Regions from separate parts of the Mus musculus genome. Here regions 1, 3, 4 and 5 are each linked to region 2. The links are chromatin contacts, called in public Hi-C, HiChIP or PLAC-seq and Micro-C maps. All regions are on one chromosome and are shown on one strand. Each heading gives the region's core, a stretch centred on a gene start, on an enhancer-like site or on the middle of the called end of the contact. The rest is flanking DNA. Distances are from core to core; before and after follow the strand shown.

Region 1 (3,924 bases), core at 50-2,549, 400 kb before region 2:
ATCACAGTTTCTGAAACCTAATCCACAAGGCACGCTCTGATTGAAAATTCTCAATACTGGCAGTGCGATTATAGCTGAGGAGATGTGGTGTGTATTACAGTGCCCAGGGAATTCAAGCCTCCTCTGCAGTGTGGAGTCAACATGAAAGGCTAATTTGAAAATGAAGCGGTAGATAGCGTAAGTGTTCCTCTTAGGTTGACATTATTCTAGCTTACTCTGGATGGAATAAGGAGGACTCAAATGTAAAGAGCAGGAAGACACTCGGGACTTTTCCCCTTCCCCCACCCCCCCTCACACCCCGCCCCGCCCCCGCACACACTCAGCATTTCGCTCTGAGCATTGAAAAAGTCTTTAGCCACAAGAAGGTGGCTGAAGGAAGAAGGCAGAGCTGTCCATGGTTTAGAAACAGTGCTCTAACTGCTGGTTGAAAACCGGGTAATAAGAGTCCTGTTAGTGAACAAAACTTATTAGAGAACTGGCTACGGAAGGAAGGAATGCCGCTGAACAGCAGGCAGGAAGAAATTGCTGTTGAAAAGCCTACCTCTCTGGGGAGGAGTCAGAGATCAGACTTTGCCAAGCCTCAGGTCTAACCCAGAAGGTCCCCACCTCCACCCCCCACCCCATCCCCCTCCATCCCAGCTTTGTTAGATTGCTAGCATCATCGATCCCTGGCTTTTTCTGACCCCACAGTGGGTGAAGAGGAGAGAGCCAGCAAGACTGAAAGCAAGCAAGGTGGAGTGTGGGATGGGAGACTGGGGCCTGCTTTGGTAGAGGGAAATTAGAAGGGGGGGGGGGGGAGGAGGCCGGGGGAGACCCAGTTTAGCTGGTTCCCGGCTGCTTCTCTTTTCTCTGGCCTTTATTCCTTGTAATTGGATAAAATAGGAACTCACTGGCGGACCTGCGTTGCTGGGTATACTGTACTTATTAGAGACCAGCTAGCAGTAGAGTGGGGACTGGGGGTGCGGGGCACAGGGGAGGGAGGGAGGGAGGGAGGGAGGGAGGGAGAGGGAGAGAGAGAGAGAGAGAGAGAGAGAGAGAGAGAGAGAGAGAGAGAGAGAGAGAGAGAGAGAGAGAGAGAGAGAGAGAGAGAGAGAGAGAGAGAGAGAGAGAATATATCTTTAGGAGGAGGAGGAGGGAAGAAGAGAAAGAAGCTATGAAGAAGGAAGATTGCAGAGGAAAAAGTGACTGAGCGCAAGAAGGACAAAGAGGAGTGGTTGGGGGTGGGGGTGGAGGCAGGGCGGGGAAGGGAGTTACCGCCCCTCCTGGCTCCTCCTGCCCTCGCATCCTTGTGCAATGGTACTGTTTGCCGTGATGCTCAGAGGGCAGGCACCTGCTGCTCTGTAATGATTCAGCCTCTTTCAGCCGCTGCGTTAACACGACAGGATGCTGTTGCTACTGTCGCTGCTGCCCCTCCTGCCGCCGCCGCTGCTGCTGCCGCCGCCTCCTCTGGTCTTGCTTTTGCTTTTACTTCTCCTGCATGACAGTTGTTTTCTTCCTCTAAGCAGACACCAGCTTCAGACGCTTGAGGTGAGAAACATGCCTTTCAGTTTGGGATACTGGTTTACTTAATCAGCTAGGCATCAGCTTGCTTCCTCTTTTGGTCCCCTGCCTTCTTGAACCAACCGGGATGGTTTGGAGAAGCCTTTGAAAGAACTGAAAAAGTGTCCCAGAAACAACAGCTCAAGATATTTCGGTACACTTCTATTTCATAGTTGCTAGAAGCCCTTCCTTTTTCGTTTCTTTTTCTTTTTTTTTTTTTCCTTTTTTTTTTTTTTTATCTTTTTCTTGCTTCCTCTTAAGCTCTCTTACTTTGGATAATGGCCTTGGACTTGGGTGCCTTATCGATTTCCCCCTTCAAGATGCTGTATCATTTGGTTGGGGGGAGCTCTGCATGGTAATGCACTGTGAGAGAGGCCGGGCCTTCTGGAGGTGATCCGGATGGAGATTTATCCCCCAGACATGTCTGAGGGAGCTGGCGGGAGGTCCTCCAGCCCCTCCACTCAGCTGAGTGCAGACCCATCTCTCGATGGGCTTCCGGCAGCGGAACATATGCCAGACACCCACACAGAAGATGGGAGAAGCCCTGGACTCCTGGGCCTGGCCGTGCCCTGCTGTGTCTGCCTGGAAGCGGAGCGTCTCAGAGGGTGCCTCAACTCCGAGAAGATCTGCATTGTTCCCATTCTGGCTTGTCTAGTAAGCCTCTGCCTCTGCATTGCTGGCCTAAAGTGGGTATTTGTGGACAAGATATTCGAATACGACTCTCCTACCCACCTTGACCCTGGGGGGTTAGGCCAGGACCCTGTTATTTCTCTGGATCCAACGGCTGCCTCCGCTGTTCTGGTCTCATCCGAGGCATACACTTCACCTGTCTCTAAGGCTCAGTCTGAAGCCGAGGCTCATGTTACAGGGCAAGGTGACCATGTCGCTGTGGCCTCTGAACCTTCCGCAGTACCCACCCGGAAGAACCGGCTGTCTGCTTTTCCTCCCTTACACTCCACTCCACCGCCCTTCCCTTCTCCAGCTCGGACCCCTGAGGTGAGAACACCCAAGTCAGGAACTCAGCCACAAACAACAGAAACTAATCTGCAAACTGCTCCTAAACTTTGTAAGTAGTGAGAGAAAGAAAGGCGATGGTGGCTTAAAAGAAAGGGTGGGAGGGAACTTCCAGAAGGCAAACTCTAGAGGGTTAGCTTTTTCCTTTGAGTTTGCATTTTAACCGGGAGGTTTTATTTGGTGAATCACGTGACAGGGAAAAAAAAACAAAATAAAGCAATTTTATAAACTCCTAGGATGAATCAGGTCTTTTAACAGCAACTCCATGTAGCCAGGTTGTTAAGTCTGAGGTTGTCAATTAAGAACTACAAGCATCTTTGAAGTTGGGCTTTGGATGTAAGCTAAGGTCAATTGATTTGCTATAGTTTTAGAAGTTAATATCTGACTGTCCTTCATATTTTAATAGGCATGTAACGTCGGTGTGCCAATAAGTATTATTTGGTATTGCGCCTGCCATTCAGTAGAGTTTCTTTCGACTTTCTTCTTCCCATTCTGTTTCCCCGGAGCCCCAAGCTGCCTGTCATCTTTCTCCAGCTCTTCTTCCTGCCTCTTTAGTACATCTCTGCACGTCTGAATTGTCATTGTTTGATTCTGATACTGCAGCAAGTCTGAAAGACACAGTCCTCCCTCTGCTGTCCTCAGACCTGTGCCGTACATACATTTGGTTACTGAGAACTGACCAGAGGCAGTTTGTATTTTGTTCAAGACAGACTGCAGTTTTCCACAGAAGGATTTTCCTAAATGAGTTTTGTCTTCTGTAATCAAGCATTTAAGTACATTCCTGCCCAGTCGTTAACAAGGTACCTCTTTCTTTTTTTTGAACGTGTGTCATTTAACCCCATCTTGTTGCCAAAGCCTGGCTTAATAACTTGTGTGGGAAAAGACTCCACGCTATTAAAACAATCCAGAATGAAACACTGGTGTGTGCAGAGGTCATTGCCTTAGCTTTATGATGGAAAGTTGACAGCCATGAGATGATGACTAGCCAGATTGTCCCAAATGTCAGCACTGAGCTGGGTCTTTTGGTTACAATATTTAAAGAAATGTTTTTAGTGTTTTCAGTTCCTGTCTTTCCCACTCTTTCTTATTACCATCGATGAGTTTACTTAGTAGGAAAAAAAACCCCTAAGATATGAGAGAATTTGATTCTCAACAATGCATGTGAAACACTTTAGTGTTAGAAGGAGCTGAGGGTAGAGAGTTTATAATAAAGCGCCTCTTCAGTTTTCCCTCTAGACCGTAAGGAAGAGTAAATAAGACCTCCTCCATGCAGTGCTGTTTAGAATGAAGTTGTGCACTATGCTAGGGAAACTCAGGAAAAAAAAAAACAAACAAACTTGATATGTGCACTCCATTCAAGGTTGTTTGACA
Region 2 (3,922 bases), core at 462-2,961:
AGGCTTGTCTGAGTTCATTTTGTCTCCTGATCCTGGATCCTCTTTAAAGATGAAATGGGATTTCAAATTTTATTGTTGGGTTTGGTAAGAAAAGGGGGGGAGGAGCTTATAATATAAATAGTCAAATTTCTAATTTTGTAAGGAAGAAAAGTCACAGTTTGGTCAGCTAATTTTAGGTTGGAAGAACATTTTTGAATAAGAGAAGGAATTATCTCCCAAATCTTCTCCAAATTTATACAAAAAAAATATAGAACTATTCTTATATAAAGGCTATATAGTCTATACATGTGAGATACCATATGTAGCTTATCACATATAGCTGGTTTGGAGTAGAGTTCAAAGTTATATCATGGCTTGTTATGACTGAATCTTTTGAGGAAAGCCCCTCTCCTCTTGTTTTTATGACATCGCCTGTGTTAACATTCTGGCGCTGGCTAACAAATTCTCCACCTGTGATAAAAGCTTCACTTGACATTTTATGGTGACATGCCACTGAAGGACTTAAAGCGGACACCATAGAGTTTCCAACTAGCTTTCTCTAGAGGCTGCTACACATTTCCAAGTTAAAGAGTAGCTGTGGCGAAGACACAGATTTTTATCTGTAAAGTTTTCCTTTTTACCTAAAACTCCCATCTTACAGTGTTGGTCCAAAGGTATTTCTAACATTGAAGAAGACAGAGACTAAGTTAATCTCCATAGATAGTTTTCATGCAGAAAGGACTCCCTTCAGTCTTTCCTCGTGTTTATATTCAGCCAATTACCACAAACGAAATAAATTTTACTTTAAGAAAAATAATCCATCTATTTCTAGAGCATTGGATGATTTTTTTAAACAGTGCATGAGATTCCATTTTCAATATCAATTGGATAAATTTAACTGATCTTTGGAATTTCTTTGAACAGAAAATGACGCAAAAGCCCAGCTCTTAGATCTAAGCATCCTCATGTGTGAAAATCCAGGTAAAGTGTGCCAGGTCCCACCAAAGCCCACCAAGCTTAGAGTCGACCTGGCTGTGTTGTCAGCGAATGATCCTTTTGTGAGAAGACACACAATGGTGTCAAATCACAGAATCACAAGAACAGCCCCTCAGTCTGCCCTCAGCTCAGTCAGGAAAAGTGTGGAAAACTAAATTTTAAAATAATAACAATAAACAGGATTTTAGACCCAGAGTGTTCACTTTTCCAACTCTTCAAATTTCTGAAGTCATTCTTTGTTCTCTCCAAGCTACCTGCAAACCTGTTCTCAAAGACAAGATTTGTCACTTGTTAGAAAAGATGTTATTTGATAGCACATACTTTGCTGGGCTGGGTTATTTTAAAAAAATATATAATAATTCCATTGTATGCTATCCTTATCAGCACAGGAGAGACTCTTTTCTTACAGCAAGTACTTCTGTGTTTGAAATGTTAGAACTGCTAAGTACACCCTTAATGCTTCAAGCTACCAGATGCTAGAGCCTGCCTTACCTGCCCAGGCATGTTGTCTGAATTGAGGTCACAGTTTGGCAAATAACATTCCACACATTTTTTCTCTCCTACTGAATTAAAAGGGGCAGCTTGAGTTTCTCTGAATGCCATTGGTTAAGAAGTCTGACTCAGACACCTAGAGAGCTCTCCAGAGCCAGAATGGAGTGACTCGCTACTCACATGACTGGTGGGAGGTAGAAAGCCATCTCTCCTACCATTCTGTACCCTGGCCACGTTAGCCAGCATGAGTCAACTCTTGAAACCTGAAGGTGAATGTTCTACTTGACCTTTGATTTGGGGAGAGTGGCATGACTTCAAATGCTGTCTGTTTATTAATTAACAGAGAGGACTGAATTCCACAATCTGGGAAGTAACATTTGAAACTTTTTTTTTTAATTCACTTTACATCCTGATCACTGCCCACCTCTGGTCAGCCCCTTCCACAATCCTTCCACCATCCCCTTCCCCTCTAAGTGAATACTGCACCCACCCCCCACCCCCGTAACCCCCTACCCCGGGCACTTTGAGTCTCTGCAGGGCTAGACACAATCTCTCTCACTGTACCTAGACAAGACAGCCTAGCTAGTAGAACATATCCCACCCGCCGACAGGCAACAGCTTTTGGGAGAGCCCCTGCTCCAGTTGCTACACATGTGCAAGAAGGCCTAGGTCCAGCCTATGTATCCTCTCTGGTTAGTAGTTCAGTCCCTGGGAACCCTAAAGGTCTAGGTTAGTTGACTGTTAGTCTTCCTGTGAGTACCCCTTGGGGCCCACAGTCCTTTCTACTTGAAACCAAAACTTTAACAGAGTAAAACTTTCCTAATTCTCTTATATAGCCTGACTTGTTTGAGTTTTTCTTTACTTTGGATGAGATTAAGATATGTTATGGCTTGAGGTTTTGGTTTTTTTTCTTCTTCTTTCCCAAGACTTACTGGCCATTTGAAAGTAATTTTTTTTTCTTTATCAGACACATATTTAGAAAAATCATTAAATAATTACTAATGGAAAGTCTATTTCACACTTGTGAAGCGATTCCTTTGAAAGCTATTGTGCTGTAAATCATTTCAAATCTGTGATAACCAGAATCTAAAAAGAATGACTATGTGAGGTGCTCACCTAGGTACCGTCTTTCTCAAGAAAATAAATAAAGGATAATATCATTCTTTCATATACAGATGTTTGACTTACATGGAAGATTCTCCTATTAAGACTATTATGAGCTCAACGATGCAGGTAACACTTCAACCATGCATTCTTAGGAAAGCAACACAATTCATGGTGGAATATTGATAGCTTACCCTCAGGATGGCATGGCTGACTGTAGCTCACTGCTGTTGCCCAAGACAAGGGTATCAAAGAATATATTACAAGCCCAGGAAAAGGTCAAAATTCAAAGTATAATTTCCCTGAACGACTAATCCCTTTAGCATGACCATAAAGCACAAAACTTTAAGTTGAACCATATGTTGAACCATTAATACCATAGGAATGAGCAAAACTGAAGGAAATAGGAAGAGAAATGTTAGGATAAATTATGTTATTGGAAGGAAAATAGAACTGGTTGAAAACTGTTGAAGGTGGGTAAACACGGCCCTCATGAAAGCATCAGCATGTCTGGGGTCCAAGATGAGTTAGTTTATGTCATAAGAATCAAAAGCAAATGAGTTTATTCTTACTTCCTAAATTGTATGCAAGTATTTTTGCCTCCAACAGTCGCCCCCAAAAGACAACCGAATAAGAAAACTGTCATTTAAACCCAAAATGATTTTGTCATTGCCATCCTATCCAACCTCCTTTCAAAGCCACGCTTAATCCTGCTTGTTGACACGTGCATTTAAGTTCTCCTGGAGTCACTCATGAAGACGTTGTGTAATTCAGTTTGGTAAAAAGGATTTTTAGTTATTTATGTAAAACATGATTGACATTTTATTGTAAGACCTTGTTCTTTTGCTAGAGTTCGACACTTACCATGCTTACAGGAGGGATTGCTTTCAAGGCTGTCCTTAAATAGGGTTTTTTGTTGCTTCCTTTTAGCATAATTGTTGCACTTGTTGCTACATTTAACATGTACCCGAACAAATGGGATTAGCAACTTTCTTGATGGTGTTCTTTTTAGTGATGGCCATTCACTAACATCTTTCTTTAGTTAACTAGTATTTAACTGGTGACTAAATATTCAGTTAAAATAATTCTGATAGGCTCATAATGCCATCTAGTGGACAATCTTTAAAATACCACCCCCTGCCCCCCACCCCCAGCCATTTTAATTTTCTAATCATCAATATGCTCTTTAATCTGGACAATGGCTTCATTTAGAAGGATGGGTTAGGATCCCTAAACTCTCTGACAAGTCTATGTAGCATTTCTAACATTGATACCATCCTAAGGGAAAGAAACACACAGCATCAAGTACTTCTGGTTCCTCATCTGTTCAATGGTGTCACCAATGCTGTTA
Region 3 (3,539 bases), core at 381-2,880, 280 kb before region 2:
AAACTGCAATATAAATTGGAGCCTTTCAGGGCAAGGCAAAGTTTAAACAATAACAACAACAACAAACCTAAGAAAACACTGTTTTATATAGTGTCTCAGCGTGCTTTCTATTAGCTGTAAATAAGAGACTAAAATCAACCTAGGGAGGAAAGGGTTTATTCTACCTTACAGCTTACAATCCTTTATGGAGGGAAGTCAGAGCAGGAATCTGAAAGCAGGAACTGAAGCCGAGGCCATGGAAGAATTCTCCTTATTGTCTTGCTCCCCACAATTCCTTCAATTGGCTTTCTCATTCAACTCAGAACCACCCGCCCAAGAGTAGCATCACCCACAGTGGGCTGGGCCCTTCCATATCAAGCATTAGTCAAGAAAATGCCCCACAGGCTTTCCCATAAGTCAATATGGTGGAGGCATTTTCTCAGTTGTGGTTCCTTGTTTCAGATATGTCTAGGTTTGTGTTAGTTTGACAATAAACAGTCAGTACTTACCATATGGAGCACCTCAGGACAGGACACATCTACTCTAATATTATGCTTCAACTTATGGCTGACATTCAGGGCTTTGAGAATAGAAGTTAGGAGTTAGGCTGCAATCCCCTATGACCTTTACATTTAGCAGTGCCTGGAGCTTTGGATGTTCTTAATAAATACTGTGCCACTGTAGGTCTCTGTAGCTAAGGCTCCAGAAAAGAAAACAATTTAATCTGTCCAAGATTTTTCCATTGAGGTTTGGTCTTGCTGTTTATTGTAATGCTAAATGCAGGCTCCCAAGACCTAGAGTCTGCACAGAGACCTGTGTGACCCTGCCTCCAAGCTATTTCTGATTGGTGAATAAATACAGCAACAGCTAATAGCTGGGCAGAAGAGACATAGATAGGGTTTAGGTTTCCCAGACTTTTGGTCTGAAGAGAACCATGAGAAAAAGAAGAAGGTGACTGGAGGAGAGAGCCACCATAGGTTAGGTGAGCCATAAAAAAATGGCTCTGAGGGCTACATGGCTCTGAGGGCTAGCCAATTGGAGTTAAGAGCAGCCCAGATGAAACATAGTAATAACTCGGGGTTATCTACAGAAAAGTAGATTCTAGTAGCATATAGGGTGGGTATCTGCTGTTTAAGGCTTATTGTAAATTTTAAGGTTGTGTTTGTCTTTTATTCTGGAACTGAATAGACAAAGGCCAGGTGGGAATTCTAGGTTGGGATTAAAAAATATCTACATTTTCACCTATGCTAGTTTTACCCAAGATGAGTGGCAAAAGATGTCCTTGCAAGAAGTGGGGTAGATGGCTCTCTAAATGAAGATAGATGATAATAGTACAGTATTGTTCTTTTAGTGTGTATCTAATATGTCATCGGATCTCACTAATGAAAAATAGACAGAATTACCTTTGGTCTTTTCAATTAGTGTAATAGGGAGTCTGAATTTGGCCATAAGAAAGACTCAGGCATGCCCAGGCATGTTTATGGAATTGGTGGGAGCAGCTGCCAGAAGCCTGTTTGCATATGGAATGAGGGTCCTCTGGGGATTTTTCTCCTTCTGAAGGAAGAAGTTGCCTGGCAACAAGAGTTTGACCTATGGGGGGGTGGGTCCTTACCCAACAGAGGAGCAAGGAAGTCTGAGTGCAGTGAGGCACTCTTCATTTAGATCCATCTCCCAGCTGGATGGCATGAATACATGCCTGTGTACTTCACACACTGAGAGTACAAAGTGGAAAACAGTTGTCTTTTTTACAATATAGAAACATATTATTTCTTCTGGTTCTATTTAATAGACTAAAACCTAAATATAAGGAAGCTATCCTTTCTTTTACCATAAACTTTTTTTTTACTCTGCATATGGTAATGTTACCAAAACATTCATAGCAATTCATGGCACGACAGCAGAAGTCCCAGGAGAAAAGGCCTGAAGGCCAAGGAAGCATTAAAAAGAATGAATTTATGAAATTCCTGGCCAAATGGATGGAACTGGAGGGCATCATCCTGAGTGAGGTAACACATTCACAAAGGAACTCACACAATATGTACTCACTGATAAGTGGATATTAGCCCAAAACCTAAGATACCCAAGATATAAGATACAATTTCCTAAACACATGAAACTCAAGAAAAATGAAGACTGAAGTATGAACACTATGCCCCTCCTTAGAAGTGGGAGCAAAACACCCTTGGAAGGAGTTACAGAGACAAAGTTTGGAGTTGAGATAAAAGGATGGACCATGTAGACACTACCATATCCGGGGATCCATCCCATAATCAGCTTCCAAATGCTGACACCATTGCATACACTAGCAAGATTATGCTGAAAGGACCCTGATATAGCTGTCTCTTGTCAGAGTATGCCTGGGCCTAGCAAACATAGAAGTGGATGCTCACAGTCGGCTATTGGATGGATCACATGGCCCCCAATGAAGGAGCTAGAGAAAGTACCAAAGAAGCTAAAGGGATCGGCAACCCTATAGGTGGAACAACATTATGAACTAACCAGTACCCCGGAGCTCTTGACTCTAGCTGCATATGCATCAAAAGATGGCCTAGTCGGCCATCACTGGAAAGAGAGGCCCATTGGACACGCAAACTTTATATGCCCCAGTACAGGGGAACGCCAGGGCCATAAAAGGGGAGTGGGTGGGTAGGGGAGAGGGGGTGGGTGGCTATGGGGGACTTTTGGTATAGCATTGCAAATGTAAATGAGCGAAATACCTAATAAAAAATGGAAAAAAAAAAAAAAAAGAAAAAAAAAAAAAAAAAAAAAAAAAGAATTGATGTAGCAGCATCCAGATGGTAGGTGTTTCCTTTTCTTTATTAGTATGTCTTTTGGTACTGCCATTGTTACAGTCTTACTTGAGCAGTAGGAAGACCAGTTTGTATCCTGCAAAGTGAGATCAGATCCCCATCAGAAAGTGTTGTGCCCAATGTGTGAAGCCAAAAAGAATAGCAAGCCAGAGGCATACATGATCTTTCCTATGATGGGAAATATTGAGAATAATTCACATAATGTTAGGATCTCCAAATTCTGACATCAATATTCTTCCTGGAAAGTTGAGATGAACATTGTTAGGATTTTTTGGTTTTTTTTTTTGTTGTTGTTGTTTTTGTAAAGGACAGTGGTCCTCCTTAGAGAATGTAGGACAGTTTGGTGGTTAACTATTTGTGAAAATTCCTGATATTCCCCCCAGATGACCTGTGCTCTCACCTCTTCCAAATCTCTGTGGGTCATATATTGTAACATGGATAATAGGAATAGGGGAATCTTGTCCATAAAGTACAATGTTCATTTGAGACATAATTAACTTTGTTGATATATGTAGAATCCTAGAAGATGCTCAATGCTGTCTTTACACAGAAGTCCTCTTTTCCTGGTGTAATATTGATAGAGGTGTTTTGTGAACATCATTGTTCCTGGGAGGTTTACACTTGGCACTCAGAGGGAAAGAAGAAGAAACAAAACTCTCAACACAAATGCTTCACTATGACCTTGCCATCTGCAAGATATTTACATACTCTATATTTTCTTATATAGTCCCCAAGTAAAATTATTGTATT
Region 4 (3,563 bases), core at 849-3,348, 320 kb before region 2:
CTCTTGGATATCAAGTCACAGTAATATGTTACTGTAACTTAAATTTGGTAAATGAAATGTTAATAATTGCCTGTAGAACTCTATGATAGGTCCTTTTAAAACATTGATAATAACACAAGGCAGATATAAGCTTAGCATGTGTGAAGACATGAAATTGCTAAGCAACTAAGCTCTGCAAGGGAGCAAATATGTTCCAAATAGCACAGTGCTGACTTCTAAGGCAATTAGAATTTAAAGGGAAAGACAGGACTAGAAGTAGAGAAGCATTTACGCATGTAGCTCTTGTGTACAGAGTTCTTCCAGTATACTAGGTTACCTTTGAACAGGCAGGAAAAAAATCTTTTCTCTTCTTCCCTTTCCTTTATTGTTGACATACCAAAAAATGTTTCAGTATAGCATTTTTAAACAATTTACCTTTGTCACTTCTCCTTCCTGTCCCTTCTCTCTCCTCCTTCCCCATATTCTGTCTTCTACCCGAGTAGCACCTTTCTTCTTTCATAACACATCTACCCTTACCCTGACCCCTGCCCTTTCTTACTCCTCTTGATCCCATGATCTTCTACCTAGTTTTGTAGCGTATACCCATCCTTATGCCTTCTTATAAATACACACACAAACACTAAAAGTTAGGATCTGGATATGAGGATGAAGATGGTGATGTGCCTCCCCAGAATAGCACCTCCACTGCACGAAGTGAAACAAACATAAAAAACAAACAAACAAAAAACCAACAACAACAACAACAACAACACAAAAATAGAAACAAAAGAAAACAAAAACCTCTGTTCAGTAGTGCATCTAGGTACATGTTCTATAAGCTGAGCAGGAATCTTTGGGTAGTGTGAAAGCTAAGAAGGAGCCAGAGTAACTTTGAGAACCAGGAAGATAAAACCATGAACACAAGAATATGCTTAGCTACACATGATAGGGAAACCCAGGGGCTAAGTAAGATACAAAGAAAGAGTCAGCCATACTAGCTTAAGGCTAAAGTTTCACAAAATACTGTCAGGATGGTAGCAGTGGTGATATCTACACTATTTATCAGTAGATGACTTGACATAAACAGGCATGATGAGAATCCATTGGAGTTTTAGAACATTGTAAATGCCATGCTGATTCCACTTGCAGGAGAGTGTTCTCTTATAGGGAACTTCTCTGTTCTTGGGTGCCATCATATTTATCAGAAACAGAAGTTGTGAGAGAAATTGATGGGACTCTTAAGAATATAGACACTGAGTTCTTCAGACGCCCACGTCTTCAGTTTTTTCTTCTGTGCAGAGAATCCTAGCACTCTTAGTATTTGTGAATGTATTTAGATTTTGACTTCCTAGTATAGTCTGAAAAAAAGTCCTGTAGGGACCAATGTAAGTGCAGTTCTGTCTAGAATTAGAACATTGGCTAAACTCTCTCTACATACACGTCTCTTGCATCAGCTAGCAACAATGTGTGTTGATTAGGTTCCCACGAGGCAGGCCTGAGTTCATGCTGAGCATCCAGGGATGAACAAAACCACACTGACCTCTTCCTTCAGGAGACAAGGGCCAGTGAACATAATACCCATGTTTCAAGCCATCGATTTAATAATCAATTATTGATGCACCAAGTACTATGAAGACATTAGGACCTAAGATTATGTCTAGGTCCTTAAGGAATAAAAGACGAAGGTTTTGTAGAGGGACAGAAAGTATGAAGCTACCACCTTCAGACTGTCTATGTTAAATAAAAATGCAGTTTCAAAATATTTCGACTTAATAATTTAGAAGAAACCCATTTAGATGTCTCATCATCAAACAGGTCTGTTAGCACAGAAAGAATGAGATAGTGCCTCAGAGCCTTCGAAGGGAAGACTGACAGACCACAGATGAGCAGCCAGTATGTCATGTGTCACTGTAACATGGCGAGGTCCTTTGCCTTGACTTAAGGATGCCTCGAGTTGTATAAACGCTGGTGAGTGTTATAGTCTCGGAGTAAGCATTTCACTGGAAACAGTACAAGCTTAGTGTTTGGTAAGGCCTAAGGCTCTGGCAAGGAGAGATGTGTTCCTAAACATGCCACACTCACTGTTAGTGAGGAAGCACGTGTGAGAGCCAGTGTGTGATTTGTACTTTACCTCAGTATTGACTCATGAGACCTATGAGGCCGCTATATGTATTCTGTTATCTCATGGACTAGAAGTTAGTCCCAGGGTCATAATAAAAGAAGGGGGAGGCATATGCCAGCTGAGCAGTAATGGGAGGTATAGGCTAAATCTGAAAGAAACATTATTGGAATGTTTTCTATTTAGTATTTTTCTTTAATGATGTTAAGAAGGGCATCCTCTTGAGGAAACAAATGGCTTTTGCAGATGACACTGTAAAGGACACTAAAACACAAATTAGAAAAACACATATAAGCCTCAAGTATTTTCACTTAAAGGCTGATAACAGAATAAGATTCATCTTCGAAAAATGCAGACTAATAGTAACAATACATTTGGGAAAAGAAAAATAATCTACAATGCAGATACTCAGCCAGTGAGTAGGCGAGCTCTGGCTGGAATACCAAGCCAGCTACAGGGTGAACAATGTCTGTGTTTGCAATGTGATACTACAGCAAAGCAACCCAGAAGTCTGAGTGCGGCATCCATGGGCAATCCAGAGAAACAGCAGGAGGCTTTGACAGCAAGCAGAACAAGTCACTATTTCCCAGAATGGGTTTGTTGACATTTTCATAACTTTATGTTTGTAAATATCAACACCAAGTAGATAGATAAGTTCACATGTTTTACAGTGTAAAAGGAGATGCCACAGTTAGTACTAAAGAAGAAGACATGTTATTCTTCCTGACAGGGTATTTTAAAAACTGGCCAAATGTTTCATTGCGGAGTGATGACTAATGAGTAGAATACTGGCCATCAGGTTTCTTCCCTCCACTGTTCTCCAGGGACAAAGATGAAACCAGGAAACAAAGGAAGGAAGATGTCTAAAGATGGCTTACAAGTTGACTGTAACTGATAAATAGTTTATAAAATTGGCCAGAACCCTATAGAACCAGATCTTTCTTGGGAATTTGTAAATATCTTTGAGTATGTCTAGAGTGTTCATAAACTGATTCTCAAAACACATGCATCTATGAATGAATCCTTAGTAAATGTGCTGGATCATTTGTGGAGTATTATCACTATTCAACTGCTTTTCATAAGGATTCAACTATGTTTATTAATTTAATGAGTGATTTATAATTGCTATTTCTCCTGGTTGGAAAGATTATAGAAAATTGTTAGGGATTACTAACTGCTAACATTCATGCACCTTATAACCACAGTAAAGCTCTGGACCTCACATGGAAGGACAAGGCTACATTAATCATAACTGGACTCTAAGCTAAAGCAACTCTGGGCATTCCTTAGAATTTATCTTAACATAGACTTAAAAATGAAATGATCTCCTAAGGCACTATGTAAAATTAAGAACGCATAGTGTTATAATAAGTGTCATTTTTAAGGCTAGTGTACCTTTGAGAAATTTTAGTATTTTTGTTACTACTGTAAGACAAAAGTCTTGATTAGAACACAGTTCTGTTTT
Region 5 (3,857 bases), core at 374-2,873, 340 kb before region 2:
GTCCATGTGTGCGCCATTGTATCCTGGGGGAGAACCTCTACTTTTCTTTTCTTTTCTTTTCTTTTCTTTTCTTTTCTTTTCTTTTCTTTTCTTTTCTTTTCTTTTCTTTTCTTTTCTCTTTTCTTTTCTTTTCTTTTCTTTTCTTTTCTTTTCTTTTCTTTTCTTTTCTTTTCTTGCTGAGGATAAGCCTAATACTATCTAATTCCCCTCAGCCTCAGTTTCTTCAGCTGTGAAAAATCAGGGAACATTCTTTTTGCTATGGTTTATTGTGAGGATTTGTTATTTAAAACAGTACACTAGCTGGCACAGGACAGTTATTAATGAGTTTTTTTTGGGGGGGTTGTTTTGTTTTGTCTTTTGTTTGTTTGTCTTGGCTAAAAGAATGTTGTGGTCTTACTGCACAGCTGTATGTCGTTTGCATGTTTCTTCTATAGTAGGGAGGTGGAGGACCAGGAAGAGAGTCAGAGTTGCACCTTCACGAATACAGCTGACATGATCTGCTGGTGTGCGCAGGCTGGACGACTGTGGGGCGGGATGGTCACGACACGAAGCTAAGCTCCAGTGCTGAGATCTCAAGTGTTTGTGCTGTAGAGAGGAACACTTAAAACAAAAGATGATCCAGAGTACTCCTCCAGCTTTGCAGTCACAAAGTAACTTCCTTCTTTACTTCCAGTTTCCTGTCCTCCTGACCTGGCTGTACGATTACCTTAATGCTAGCACATTGTGGCAAACAGCATGCCCACTAAAACAGGGGCTCATGAGCCTATTTAAAGGGCTTTGCTTACCTTGGAATATAGTCTGTGGTTGTTTCTGTCTTAGAAATGTGACTATTGGCATAAGTCGGGCTATTCCGTCTGTCTTAGGACAACAGAATAGTTTAGAACAACATACAGAACACCTCACTCATGTTTGAATGTCAGGTGCCTTAAAGAGTGAGCCTCCTGTGGGCTTTTCCCTCTTGTTTCTCTTCCAGAGTCTATGCTGACATTGATTGTTGAAACCTTCTGTGCTTTGGAGAAACCATATTCCAGGCAGCCTATTATCTAGATTTCATTTGTAGCATGTGACAGAATCAAGACATCTCACTGGTGTGTTCATGTTCCTTGAGCAGAAGAGGTGTTACAGTGTCCAATCCAAATTCACCAGGACAGTCCTTCACTGTAAACTGAATTTCCACCTTGGACGTTATCATTAGTGGAAATCATAGTCTCTGACAGAATGGCAGACAGGATTACTTACCATTCTTACTTGGGAGGGGGAGAACAGTGGAGAGAGCTTAGCACACCTCTCCCCACTTGGCAGCAACTGTGCCTGTTTTTCAATTTTTGAATATTTTTTAATAATTTGCCTTTTTAAAATAAGTCATGCCTGGTAAATTAGAAAGTCTACATGTAAATTCTTACCTTGAGTGACAAAAGGGGCCGTGTCAATTTCGCTAAGGTGATTCTTTGTGTCCTCTTGTCCACCACGTTGTTCTTGCCTCCCTCACATAAGTCGTCAGTTAGCTAAGCATCGGAGTCTGTTCTCTTTGTTATTTGAATTATCAAACATTCCTGGCCTGCCAGGGTAGCCATGGTTAAGCACTCAATGTAGTAACTCATGATAGCAGCAGATTCCTTCTGTCTGGACCTCTGCTCTTGTGGTTCTGTGATCTAAGCACAGCTGGAACTTTGCTCTGACCTCATGCAATGTCTAGTTACAGAAAAATAGAAAATTTAATTGGCTTGGATGTATCCCCTATCTTAAGCATTAGATCATTCATGACTTCTTTCTCAGGGTTACTAGAATGGTCACCATTGTCAGCTGGAACGAGTCTCACTATTCAGACTATAAAGGGGTAATTCCTGCTCACACACCTTCTGTCTTTTGACCTTTGCATACACGCGTAGCTAGGTTACCTGTCTCTAGACCCATTCTGCAGTGTAGATCACATTGCTGGTTAATGGATGACATTTCACCTGACATTTTCAACTCTACTGTAGCCCTTGCTGATATGCTGCTGTTTAGTATGGAAGTTTCAATCTCATACCAAGACTTGAAGCTATGTGTGACTTTCCACAAATTGTAGGAGCTCCAAATCTAGCAGCCCTCTGTAGACTGTGTATTCATTTCACAGGGGGGGTGGGAGGGGGACGAGCTGAAGGAAGTAGCCTCCTCTGGGTACCAAAAGCCCTTCTTATTTCAGCATCTCTCTCCTGCATGTCTAACCTTTGACCCAAAAAAGCTAACAGTCTGACTTGCCTTTCACATTCTGACTTGAACTTAATGTTCACTGTCTATGTACTAAGAAGTACCAACTTTTCACATAGCCACCATCCTTCTGGCCCTCTACTTTCTTCACCATGGCTAATGACAGAGGGATTCTTGCTCTTTTTCTTCTCTCCTATTTGTAAGAATGCTCTTAAATGTATGTGACCATATGGTCTGTAGCAGTTCCTGTGAGTTTGTCAAATATACTACCTAGGTTTCTCTAGCTAAAAATTATTTTTGGGTTAGTGATGAATTATTATCTACTTACTAGAATTAAACAAATAAAAATTCAGAAAACAAAAATTGGAAGGTTCTGGAATGTCTTTGGTGTTGTCCTACTTGTAGGACAGTAACTTGTTCTATGTATGCTGAGATAGTTATGGATAAAGTAGCTTGTACCCATATTCCCCAATGAATACATCAGCCCTTGTCATTTCTTCCATAAAAATGGATGGATGGATGAATGAGTGATTGAATTAATGAATGAGTCAACTTTCAGACAAAGGGTTTCAGACTAGTTTGAATTTTTAAAGGAAAGCCATACTTCAGCATGCACGCACAGAGACAGGCACACACACACACACACACACACACACACACACGCACATTAACGATGTGCATATGAAGAGTGCTAACAAGTGGAGAATTAGTTTCCCCAAACTTGAGCTACATAAGCCCATGTATACACCTGATAAAGTCCGATGACCTTTTCTAATCGTAAAGGGTCTGAAAGAGCAAGGAAGGATTTCTGTGAGTTCTCCTCACACCTATCTGGTAACTGTTCTTTAATCTCACTAAGAAATCCACCTGCCTTGGCCTCCCAAATGCTGAAATTAAAGGCGTGCACCACCACTGCCCAGCAGAAGTAAGGATTCTTCGTGGAGATGTTACATAGAAATCAGAATAGAGACAGAGGTCTAATTTCTTATTGACAGTCCTGTTTTCCTGGTAAGACTTTCTATTTTGCTTAGAAACATTACTAGAGCATACGTGTAGTCTGTGTTCTTCTTTAGAGGGCTTTGTAGTACAAATTATTCCCAAGTTTCCTGGTTATGGTGGTTACTAGATACTGTCTGGACCTCCCTCCCAACTCTCACTGCCAAACCTGAGCTCTCCCATAAATAAAGCAGTGGACACAAAAGGTTTTTCCAAGCCTATGTGAGCTGAAGAAGAAATGCAGATTCTACTAGATATAGATAAATTATTTGTTATTATTTTCAGTGTTTTTGAATAGATGGCTGACTTGGACTGAGCATACCTGACTTTTCCAAAACTGTTTGGGAACTAAGGTATGAGCTGGGAACTGAACAGCCCGGGGTTTATACTGACTGCTGTGAAGTCAGGTAGCTTTATAGCGCATGCTTCCCTTAGTGTGCTGGACAGCCATGGTCTCTGCTCAGCACCTCGTTCCTGGTTAGGGTGTAAAGCCCTTTAGAAATGGCTAAGAAGAATGTCTGCAGCATCTACCCACCACCCCAAATGGTTTATGTCTTAAAAGAAAGGGATGATCTCAGCCACTTAGAGTTACTATAGCTTTGGGAGTAAGAAGTAGTTTATTAGCCCAAGTAAATGGAGTGCTACCAGGGGGGGAAAAACCACAATAAATT

What was found. Hi-C and Micro-C count contacts between places; a contact is called where the count stands out from the background. HiChIP or PLAC-seq counts read pairs in DNA pulled down with a chosen protein or histone mark.
Region 1: a contact with region 2 is called in a Micro-C map of the HL-1 cell line, with 2.4 times the contacts expected there. The contact joins the promoter of Nrg1 here to the enhancer-like site in region 2. A contact is called at or near these places in 6 of 484 Hi-C or Micro-C datasets (the AML12 cell line, the HL-1 cell line, the N1E-115 cell line and 2 more), 7 of 115 datasets of contacts at active chromatin or transcription factors (embryonic stem cells, epiblast stem cells, extraembryonic endoderm stem cells and 3 more) and 2 of 9 other capture datasets (adipose tissue and embryonic stem cells).
Region 3: an H3K27ac HiChIP or PLAC-seq map of stem cell-derived epiblast-like cells shows a contact between it and region 2, with 9 times the contacts expected there. The contact joins two enhancer-like sites. A contact is called at or near these places in 1 of 484 Hi-C or Micro-C datasets (the AML12 cell line) and 3 of 115 datasets of contacts at active chromatin or transcription factors (epiblast stem cells, extraembryonic endoderm stem cells and stem cell-derived epiblast-like cells).
Region 4: a contact with region 2 is called in a Hi-C map of adipose-derived mesenchymal stem cells, with 4 times the contacts expected there. The contact joins two enhancer-like sites. A contact is called at or near these places in 11 of 484 Hi-C or Micro-C datasets (the C2C12 cell line, adipose-derived mesenchymal stem cells, embryonic fibroblasts and 5 more) and 6 of 115 datasets of contacts at active chromatin or transcription factors (the NIH/3T3 cell line, embryonic stem cells, epiblast stem cells and 3 more).
Region 5: a contact with region 2 is called in a Hi-C map of adipose-derived mesenchymal stem cells, with 4 times the contacts expected there. The contact joins two enhancer-like sites. A contact is called at or near these places in 7 of 484 Hi-C or Micro-C datasets (the HPC-7 cell line, adipose-derived mesenchymal stem cells, liver and 2 more) and 2 of 115 datasets of contacts at active chromatin or transcription factors (embryonic stem cells and epiblast stem cells).

The regions. Positions count from the first base shown.
Region 1 is chr8:31,916,218-31,920,141 of GRCm38.p6, reverse strand. It overlaps Nrg1 (neuregulin 1), which reads left to right and starts at 1,299. Exons shown (of 10, transcript NM_001364423.1): 1 at 1,299-2,605. The coding sequence starts at 1,939. Gm33223 (a long non-coding RNA gene) reads right to left here and starts at 588. Exons shown (of 2, transcript XR_378857.2): 1 at 542-588.
Region 2 is chr8:31,518,845-31,522,766 of GRCm38.p6, reverse strand. No RefSeq gene overlaps it. Among named protein-coding and RNA genes, the nearest start is that of 7420700N18Rik, 150 kb to the right of the region's middle. Within about 2 kb of position 1,711, at least 81 of the 459 cell types and tissues checked have an H3K27ac peak or open chromatin away from gene starts, as enhancers often do. A contact at or near this core is called in the AML12 cell line, the C2C12 cell line, the HL-1 cell line and 7 more, where this site is marked.
Region 3 is chr8:31,797,907-31,801,445 of GRCm38.p6, reverse strand. No RefSeq gene overlaps it. Among named protein-coding and RNA genes, the nearest start is that of Nrg1, 120 kb to the left of the region's middle. Within about 2 kb of position 1,630, at least 28 of the 459 cell types and tissues checked have an H3K27ac peak or open chromatin away from gene starts, as enhancers often do. A contact at or near this core is called in stem cell-derived epiblast-like cells, where this site is marked.
Region 4 is chr8:31,841,371-31,844,933 of GRCm38.p6, reverse strand. The region is part of intron 2 of Nrg1 (neuregulin 1); the gene reads left to right. Among named protein-coding and RNA genes, the nearest start is that of Nrg1, 76 kb to the left of the region's middle. Within about 2 kb of position 2,098, at least 32 of the 459 cell types and tissues checked have an H3K27ac peak or open chromatin away from gene starts, as enhancers often do. A contact at or near this core is called in the C2C12 cell line, the NIH/3T3 cell line, adipose-derived mesenchymal stem cells and 1 more, where this site is marked.
Region 5 is chr8:31,860,812-31,864,668 of GRCm38.p6, reverse strand. The region is part of intron 1 of Nrg1 (neuregulin 1); the gene reads left to right. Among named protein-coding and RNA genes, the nearest start is that of Nrg1, 56 kb to the left of the region's middle. Within about 2 kb of position 1,623, at least 3 of the 459 cell types and tissues checked have an H3K27ac peak or open chromatin away from gene starts, as enhancers often do. A contact at or near this core is called in adipose-derived mesenchymal stem cells, where this site is marked.